2 separate regions of the Mus musculus genome follow, and region 2 is linked to region 1. Evidence: chromatin contacts called from public HiChIP or PLAC-seq data. All regions are on one chromosome and are shown on one strand. Each heading gives the region's core, a stretch centred on a gene start, on an enhancer-like site or on the middle of the called end of the contact. The rest is flanking DNA. Distances are from core to core; before and after follow the strand shown. Region 1 holds the start of Hunk (hormonally upregulated Neu-associated kinase). Region 2 holds the start of Ifngr2 (interferon gamma receptor 2).

Region 1 (4,777 bases), core at 1,351-3,850:
TTTCCTGAAGTGAAGCCCCTTGGCCTGCAGTTTAGTTTGCAAATAGCTTGAGGTAGCCTCCGCTTTTCCTCTAGCTTTGCTTAATAAAGCAAAACCCAAAAGAAAGGAGGGCCTGGGACTCAGAAACTCACCAAATGTTCTCCCTCTCCCCCTAGCCCTCTCCCCTCCCCCTCTCCTTCTCATCTCTATAATCAGCTAAAACCCACATCTATTAGTTAAGCATTAAAGGTGTAGGGTTAGGGAGATAAAAGCTATGAATAGCACCACTGTTTCTTTAAAGCTCACCGTTGAAGGAGCTAATATCCAGGTCCCTCCCTGATACTCTGTTGTCCCCAGAGAAAGGTCCCTCCTGGTTAAAGAAAAGCATTGCAGGAATGACCAAGGTTTGCATCCCTGGCCTCTGCATTGACAACTATGGTCTTTAACTAGATCTGATCAACTGGTCCAGGGGGAAAAAACCTTATATTCAACAATCCTCCTCTCAATGCAAAGATGAATTGAGCCATCATAAAGACAGGAGGAAATGAGACCCTTCATCTAGACCCCAGTTGGGCAGAAACCTCCCTGTATTTATTCCTGCTAGGCAGGAGCTAACACAGGAGTCCAGAACTGAATCAGGGCTGAACCCTGAATACCCCAGGCAGTGCAGCCAAGGACAAAAGTATTATCCCATGGGGCAAAACTGCCCTAGTGAGGAGCTGAGGTCCAGCCCAACATGGCAAAAAGCTCTAAGAAGTTCTGATCTCTTTAGAGAGGTGATGTGCATAGCCAGACTAAATCCTCTAGATTTTGAGAGCAAAGTCCTTCGCCTCTCCCTGCCAGAACAGAAATGAGCTCCCTGAAATCAGTCTGCATCACTGATGTGTGTCCGGCAGACAGCCCACTGCGCACCAAAAAGTAAATAAATATTCCCTTACTCCACTGAGAACAACTAGGACGGGTCTAAAGAGTTTCTCCTTTGAAGAGCTAATGTGAGTTCATACTGAATGCTGGGTTTTTTTTGTTTGTTTGTTTTTTGTTTTTGTTTTTGTTTTTTTGTTTTTTGTGGGTGTTTTTTTTTTTTTTTTTTTTTTTTTTGCTTGGAAATTCGGGCAAGAGACACTTGAAAATGACTGCTCGGTCTAACCCTGCTTACCCAGTATAAAGGGGCACCCCACTTGGAATGGCTACAGAAAAAGAAGATAAAGTCAAAGGGTGATGGAACCCAGTGCTCAAATGTAGGGGTTTCCAGGACAACAGAAACCAAGAGGAAATCAAAGGTATCCAGAGGCTAGAAAATGACTAGTGTGGTGGCCCTGGCCTGTCACCAGACTTCTCACAGTTCATCACTGTCACAAACCCCTAGGCTGGGCAAGGAAACCCAGAGCAGCAGGCCCGAGGGCTTGGCCCTTGGGCTATTTGCTGCTAGGACCGGCTGAGTTCCCCTCCTCCGCCCGCGCGGACAACCCCCAGCCTGGGTGATTAGAGTATTGGGTCCCTACAAAGATACCAGTTTGGCAGCCCAGAGCAATTCCCTGCCTGAGGCCACCCAGCCTCAAAAGTAAGTCAGCTTCTTGGGTTTCTTTTCACAAATCTAAGTTAACACCTGAGATCTGCCCGCACCCGGCCTGGCAAGAGTTCACTCTCTCACTTCTAATTAGGTCGAAGTAGAGTCCCTCCGGGTGTGGGGGAGGGGCCCCTTTCCTTTACTGTCTTCTAGAAAGATGAAAAGGTATCTGCAAACTTCTAGAGTCCAGGGCCTGTGTAGTTCTGCACCTGCCAAAAGCAGGATCGTTACTCCAACAGTTGCCCCAGCCCACACGGGGGGAGAGGGGAGCTTACAGGGCCCCAACTCCCCTCCACGTCCTCGCCTGAGCCCAGGAGGGATGAAACTCTAAGCAACCTCAGACTGGCTGCCTTGCTCTCCCGCCGCCGCACATTCCACAGGCAAAGCTGAACCCCAGCCTGGATCTAGTTCCCGCCTCTGCACTGATCCATGCCCCTACCGCAGGACCCTCCACCGCCACCTCTCCCCTCCCTTCCCTGGCGTCCGCCAGGCGGCACCCTTCCAAAACAAAACAGAAAGACGGTGCGGGGTAGCTTCGCGGGTACATCTATCTGCCCGGGTACCCCACCCCACGAACGTGAGCCCATCACCACCATCATCCATCAGTAGGTGCCCGGTGGCCCACTAGGAGAGCCTGAGCGTGCGTCTAGCCACACTGGGTTGGAGAGCCAGGCTGAGTGCTCGCGGGACAGTGCTCCCGGGTCCTCCCGCCAGGCCCGCGCACCCCAGCTCACCTTTTCTCCCGTCAGCACGTGCAGCCCCTCGCGCACCTTGGCGAAGGAGCCCTCTCCCAGCTTCCTGCTGCCGATGAGGTAGTTGCCCACGCGCTTGTGGTGCTGGAAGTCCCGGAGCCGCTCGCGGGACACGCCGCTCACCCAGGCGGGCAGGAAACTTCCCTCGCAGGCCGCCGCCGGCCTGGTCGTGTCCTCCGCGCCTCCATCGCCCCCCGGTGCCGCCGGCTCGCCCAAGAGCCCGTCCCCCGCCGCTGCCGGCATCGCGCTCGCTCGGCTCCCGCGCTCGCAGCCGCTCCTCCTCCGGCTCCCGGGGCTGCCCTGGCTCCTCCTGCCGCCGCCCTGGACCCGGCCCCGCCCGGCCCGGGTCTCTGTGCTCACGCCCCCCGCGCCTCTGTGCTAGCGCCGCGCGCAGACAATAGCTGGCGACCGGGCGACCGGGGACCCGCCCCCGAGAAGTTCGTCCTCCGAGGATCGATCGCCCAGATCGCGCCCGCGGTCCCGTCTGGTGCCCCGATCGGCTGTGAGAGGGAACAGCGGCTGCTGGTCCGAGAGGGGCACAGTCCGGTGGCGGAGTCCCCCAAGCCCGGGCGCCGCCGCCCTCTGGCCCGCCGGGTCCTCAGCGGTGCTCCCCGGGGCCGCTCCCGCCGGAGAGGAGCGCGCGGCGGGCTGCAGGCGCCCTCTGGAAGGCAGCAGAAGAAAGCCCCATTCAGTTTGAATTTGCAGAAATTTAATCCGCTCGCGGGCGGCGGGGACAGAAGCGAGCTCCACTCCGCAGCTTGAGCACTTTCAAATCCCTCGTAGCCCCTCCTTCCTTCCCCGCGCGCAACAGCCGAACTCGACCCTCGCTGGAGAGGGGAGGGGAAGGGAGCGGCGGAGTGGGCGGCGAAGCCACCTGAGCGCCAGACAGGGGGACCCCGCGCGGCCGCGTAGACGCGCGCTCCTGGGCTGCCCAAGACCTGCTGCCTCCCGGGGTGCGGATCGCGCAGGTTCTGAGCTTGAGCTTTCTGGCCCTTTCGAGAGTGAATGTCCTCACCAACAGCACCCACCATAGGCAGGGGAAAGAGAAAGAGAAGCTTTGGACTGTAGCAGAGTTGGATACCCAACCCAGAACCTGGCACACAGTAGGGACTATGGAAGATGGGTGGGTGGGTACCTAGCAGGCTATGTGTCGGGGCTCGCACACATACTCGATTGCTGTTGTCCGTGGAGAAGCAGCCGCCACAGCTAACAGTAGTGGCGGCAGCGTAGGAACCAGGGCGTTTGCTGCTTGTGCGCGTTCGTTTGCCCCCTCTCTGCTTTCCTTAGAGATGATGTATTGCAGGGTGAGCCGGACCGGACCGGACCGGAGCCTCACTGCTCCTGAATGCTTTTATTCTGCGGGCTCTGTGAGTGCACTGATTTCACCTAAACAATAAACATAAACAGCCTGAGACACCTACCCATTATTCTCCAGGATCCCCAATATATTCCTGAAGCGAAATGAGAGACACACACACACAAAAAGGATGCGGAGAGGGCTTTCCAAAATGCGACCTGTTGAGGTGCCCGCGTCTAATGCAAATTTAACCTCTGATCACACATCATCTGAGCTCAAAGGGAGGATTCGGTCCTAACAAAGTTCATTTCATTGTTTACCCCGCAGTAAACAGTTATGACATCATCGATCCACATTTATGCTCTGAGGTGGGGGAGGGGACACAGCTGTCACCCATCCAGTCTTGGGGCGGGGAAGATCCCTTTCCTGGCCTATCTAGAAAGTAACCCCCAAAATGACCGTTTTTCAAGTTCAGGCATCTGTTGGTTTGAACCACGCATAAGCTGTGAGTCTCCACCCTTGCTATTATGACCGAGTCTAGTCTTGTCTTGGGTTGGGGTCTCATTGCTCTGGATTTCCTACGTTAAAGACAAGCTTTCCACTGCTTTCTTGCTGTACTTGAGGGACGCCTTAGCTCCTACAGTTTCTGCAGGGCTCATCCAAACATTTTCACGTTTCTAATTCAGTAATTGAATTTTTTAAAGGCAGGAAGTGGGGAGAGGGAGAAGATGCTAGGTTCAAAGTGTGGGGAGAATAAAGCCCATTTTGGGGGTGAAGCCCATTTCCTTCAGGAAAGGATTTAAAGTTTCCCAATATTGCATTAATTAAATTTTAGGAAATTAGCTCTTTGTGAAAATTTAGAGATTCATTTGTTGCAATTTAAGGCAAATCCCAGAGAGTACTCATCGTTTAAGGGGGAGGAGGGGGAGGGTGGGGGGAAGGCAGGGGACGGTGCTTCATAAGTAGTGGAAGTCACTTATGATAAAATAGTGACTTTCTTTCCTCTTAATGTTTTGATTATACCCTCCCAGGGTAGAGGTCAGGAAATGGGTGAAGAAGAGAGAAAACACAGGCCCCTTAAATCTTCAAGCCTCCTGCTATCTGGGTCTGGTCCAAGCACACTGCTGATTCTATTGGCTGGGATGGATGCCAAAGGGAAAGAGAAGTTCAAATCCTACCCCT
Region 2 (4,777 bases), core at 715-3,214, 1.2 Mb before region 1:
TTATTCTTTTTTGTTTTGTTTTTATGATCTACAGCAAATGGCTGCCACCTAACAAAGCAACAGAGAGTAACTCCAGCCTGTTTGGGGTACAGTATTGATATGCTAGCCTTGACTCCCTGGAGCGTTTTACAAATGTTCCTTTCAAAGCCTTGTTTCCGGGGCTGTGAGATGGCCCGGTGGTTAAGGGCACTTGCTACTCTATTAGAGTTCTAGCCCCAGCAGGGCAGCTCAGAACTATTTATAGCTCCAGTTCTGGGAGATATGATGGCCTCTTTTGGCTTCCGTAAGCACCAGGAACTCAAGTGGTGCATAGACATACATAGACATGCAGGCAAAACATGAATATGTTGTTAAAAGCAATTTTATGATTCCTGAGGGCCATTCATAACCTATGGAACAGTTATGGGAATCTTCTCATTACCTGTTGGCCGCAAGAACAATGTCAATATTTTCACTCTGCACTGTGACTAAAAGGGTTTCTTTTAAACATATCCTAGTTTTTCTTTTAAAAAAAAAGTGTGAAAATTTCGCGTTAAGAGTGGCATGAGAGTCTAAGAAATTTACAAAAGGCTACCATTTTCAAAATATCTAAGGATCCAATTTGTTGTTAATGAGCCACAGACCACGACTTTTGTGGAGCATAATAAAAAGTTAATCATTAGAAAAATGTCTGTTGTAAAGTTTCTAAATACGCCTATCAACTTCTGAACACATAGTTCACAGACATCTCAGACAATCGCAGGCTCTCCTCCAAAGGAGACCTGTGTGTGTGGGTGTGTCAGACACAGATTGCTCAAGGCAAAATGGGGAACATCAGAGCCAGGGTTTAAAGTCTTTGTCTGACTCCAGGAGAACAAGTTAACTGCGTAACCCACTCATCCTCCTGTGCTCCTCTGCCCTTAAGGAGAAAGGGAACTTAAGGGCCTTTGCAGGGATGCTGACAGAGGACCAACTAACTCCTCAACACCACTTCCAATGGGAGGGAACGTCCCAATTCGTAGGCTTATTTAACTAATGGCCAAACTATAAAAAAAACAAAATAAACAACAACAGCAAGACCCACTGAGTAAACCAAGCCGGCCCGGCCGGCCAGAAACTTCAGGACCCCTTTTTCTCATCCTGAGTTCTGTGTTTTCACAAGGGTGCACCCCACTACCACTGTGGACTCCAGATATCCAAGCTTTGATATGATCTCTGCACGGGAAAGAACCCAGCAAAATATAATCACGTAGGAAGAATGTTCTTGGTTAGTGATGTCTTTCTTTTGTTGGTTTTGATGACTGGCTCATAAATACAGTCAGGTTGGTGACAAAAGTGGGAAGTTGAACCCCGGTAAAGGGCTGTGTGGGCGGAGTAGGATAGAGCTGAGATTAAAAGTGTGCCTCAGCTGACCCTCTGTCCCCATACACTGGAGGGGACACAGGCATTTCTGCTCCCCATCTATAAGATCCCGAGGAACTGAGTACGAGGATTTTATAGGCTGCCCAGACAAATACTGGTCCTGCCCGTCAGCTGATCTCCCTGGCACCAAGGAGCCAAAGACGAACTGGGCTCTCCACCTCCAGGCCTGGAATTCCCCGTGGTCCACGCTACACTCACTGCAGCTCCCTCTTGCAGATTCCTCCTGGTCGGTGCCCCGTCCGATCGCGGTCACCCGCAGATCGGGAACGACTGCAGAACCCCACCCTGTGCCGGGTGCAAGCTCCCGGAGCCACCCACGCGCGGACGCGACACCCAGGAGAGCCCGAGGAGTCGGGGGTGGGGTGGGGGGTCTCCTGGGTCGCGCTTACCTGGCGAGGACGCCGCGGCACCGAGCCCACAGAGCAGCAGCGACGGCAGCCACAGTGGCAAAGGCCGCATGGCCCGGGCGGCCCGGGACCGCGGGGTGGACGCCGCTCAGACTCGCACCGCAGCGGCCATGGCGAGCCGAGCGCCCGCCTCTTCCCCAGCCTAGCCGCAGAGCCGCCTCGCCCCGCCTGCGTCCCGCCCCGCCCCCACCGCGCCCGGCCCCGCCCCCGCCCGGCCCGTGGGGACTTTCCCCGGTGTTCCCGGGAACCGCGGCCCCCGCAGCCCAGCACACAGCCCCGGTGACTCCGGCCACACCTCGCCGAGCCGACCTCCAATGTGTGGCCAGAGATCTCTAGTACCATCCTTCTGGAGAGACCCGTGGACACCCATCCCCACCCTACCCCACCCCACTTCGGACTCCCGCCACGTACGATTTAAGGACCCATTTATTTTGAATTCTGTTCTCTTTAATGACCGGAAAGATCGTGCTAAGCTTTGAATCCTTTTAAGCAAAGGGCTACTTAAGGGTATAGCAGAGAGGACCCTCTAGGCCGTGGTGTCACAGAGGAAGAAAAGCTAGAGGAACTGTACTGGTTGCTTAATAGTCTGTGGGTTTGGCCCTCTGTGGCTGTGAAGCTACGAGGAAGTGACCCCAGAGCAGGGCAGGGATAGGCTCCCAGCCTGAGCCTTCCCCAGTGGCCAGCCTGTTGGCAGAGACGTTCACACCTCGGCCACAAAAAAGGGGGCAACGAAAGGAATGGTTAGAGGGAGACAAGAGTCAAAGAAAGGGGTCATCGAACCGCAGCTATTGCTCCTAACCGCTGAGGCCTCAGTCTTAGGAAGCCACTTTAAACTGTAGTTGAAGCTGGCCTTGAACTTCACAGATCCTCACATCTCTACCTCTCAGGGGTTAGTCGTGGGCCCCCAAACCCTTCCCTTGTGCCTGTGGCTCCAGAAGTTGGCCTGTTATAAAAATACGTGATGAAATTATCTAGCAAAAATTTGAACTATGACTTGAGAATTTCAAGACCCAGAAATGTACTTACATGCCAAGGAGAAGAGGAGGGCTGTGGGGATCCTCTCAACAGGACGTGTTGAAAACCGCAGAGGAGAGAAAACCTAACCACACAGGCTGTGGATTATAAGTATACCCCTCTGAGTGCCCCGTGCCCTGCCCCCGGCATGTTTTATTTTTATGAGACAGGGTAAGGAAAAGGACTCAGCTAAAGCCACGAAGGACCTGTGATCACTAAGCTTTTCAGCCTGTGGTCTTGACCCCAAATGGTAAGCCTTTGGAAGTGCTACTACTGCCTCACCCCACTCCCTACCACACCCCTGTCTAGAATCTCCCTCCCTCAGCACAGTGCTAAGGGCATATTCCCTGGATCTGTACCCCATGCCTCAAGCATACAACCCCCCAAAGACAAGCGTTTCTCTCCTTTCCCCAAGGCAACTTTGTCAGGGCAAGGCCAGCTAGGTGCTGGCATCCACTCTCTTGCCCTTCCTGCCTAGAGGAACCCTGATGTCGTTGATAGCTGAGTCTTCTGTTGAGATCTGGCAGCTGGCAGCGGAAGATAACAGGAACTCCGGTCTGGCATTTCCTGTGTGTGTAGCACTCCTGGCTCTGTCTGTCCCTCTGAGCAACTGCTTTGATTGTGCTGTGTGCCGCCATTTCTGTGTTCTCTCTCTTACCTCCCCATTGCTTCTCCCCTTTGGAGGTAGGCTTATTGTGGACACAGCAAAAGACTAAACCTTAGGGTGTTTTATTTGCATCTTCCAAAACCATGAGAGCAAAGACTGGTCCCAGCACTGCATGAACACAATCACAATGCTTTCAAAAATATTTATGTGTGTGTGTGTGTGTGTGTGTGTGTGTGTGTGTGTGTGTGTGTGTGCAGGGCCCTGTGGAGATTATCACCTCCCAGGAAGTGAAGTTACATATGGCTGTGAGGTCCTGGAATTCTGGGCCTTTGCAAGAGCATCAGGCCCTCTTAACTGCTGAGCGAATCTCCAGTCCCTGGAGATCTGCAAAGTAGGAGATTTTAGCCACTTTGATAAGGCTTCTGTGTCTTTCCTCTTGAAGTTTCTATCTGACACACTTCTCACATAGGGAAGTGTCCGGTAGCTATGAGAGTCTTGAGAAATGCCATGTTTTATAGCTTATGTAGAGCAACAGTAGTTGTGAAGTGAAAACAAAGTTTTTTTCTTTTTTTTCTCCTTTAAAGATTTATTTATTATATGTAAGTACACTGTAGCTGTCTTCAGACACCCCAGAAGAGGGCATCAGATCTCATTATGGATGGTTGTGAGCCACCATGTGGTTGCTGAGATTTGAATTCAGGACCTTCTTCGGAAGAGCAGTCAGTGCTCTTAACTGCTAAGCCATCTCTCCAGCCCCAAACGAACTTTGTAAGCCAACAATTATTTTTTCTCCAATTTTTTATTAGATATTTTCTTCATTTACATTTCAAATGCTATCCCGAAAGTCCCCCATACCCTCCCCCACCCCCACCCCCGCTCTTCTACCCACCCACTCCCACATCTTGGCCCTGGTGTTCCCCTGTACTGGGGCCTATAAAGTTTGCAAGACCAAGGGGCCTCTCTTCCCAATGATGGCCAACTAGGCCATCTTCTGCTACATATGCAGCTAGAGACACAAGCTCTGGGGGTACTGGTTAGTTCATATTGTTGTTCCACTTATAGAGTTGCAGACCCCTTTAGCTCCTTGGGTACTTTCTCTAGCTCCTCCATTGGGGGCCCTGTGTTCCATCCAATAGCTGACTGTGAGCATTCACTTCTGTGTTTGCCAGACACCGGCATAGCCTCACAAGAGACAGCTATATCAGGGTCCTTTCAGCAAAATATTGCTGGCGTATGCAATGGTGTCTACGTTTGGAGGCTAATTATGGGATGGATCCCTGGGTGCAGCAGTCTCTAGATGGTCCATCCTTTCATCTCAGCTCCAAACTTTGTCTCTGTAACTCCTTCC

The links. HiChIP or PLAC-seq counts read pairs in DNA pulled down with a chosen protein or histone mark.
Region 2: an H3K27ac HiChIP or PLAC-seq map of embryonic stem cells shows a contact between it and region 1, with 6 times the contacts expected there. The contact joins the promoter of Ifngr2 here to the promoter of Hunk in region 1. A contact is called at or near these places in 2 of 39 promoter capture datasets (hippocampal neurons and pre-B cells) and 1 of 115 datasets of contacts at active chromatin or transcription factors (embryonic stem cells).

The regions. Positions count from the first base shown.
Region 1 is chr16:90,384,220-90,388,996 of GRCm38.p6, reverse strand. It overlaps Hunk (hormonally upregulated Neu-associated kinase), which reads right to left and starts at 2,600. Exons shown (of 11, transcript NM_015755.2): 1 at 2,281-2,600. The coding sequence starts at 2,541.
Region 2 is chr16:91,544,246-91,549,022 of GRCm38.p6, reverse strand. It overlaps Ifngr2 (interferon gamma receptor 2), which reads right to left and starts at 1,964. Exons shown (of 7, transcript NM_008338.4): 1 at 1,791-1,964. The coding sequence starts at 1,860.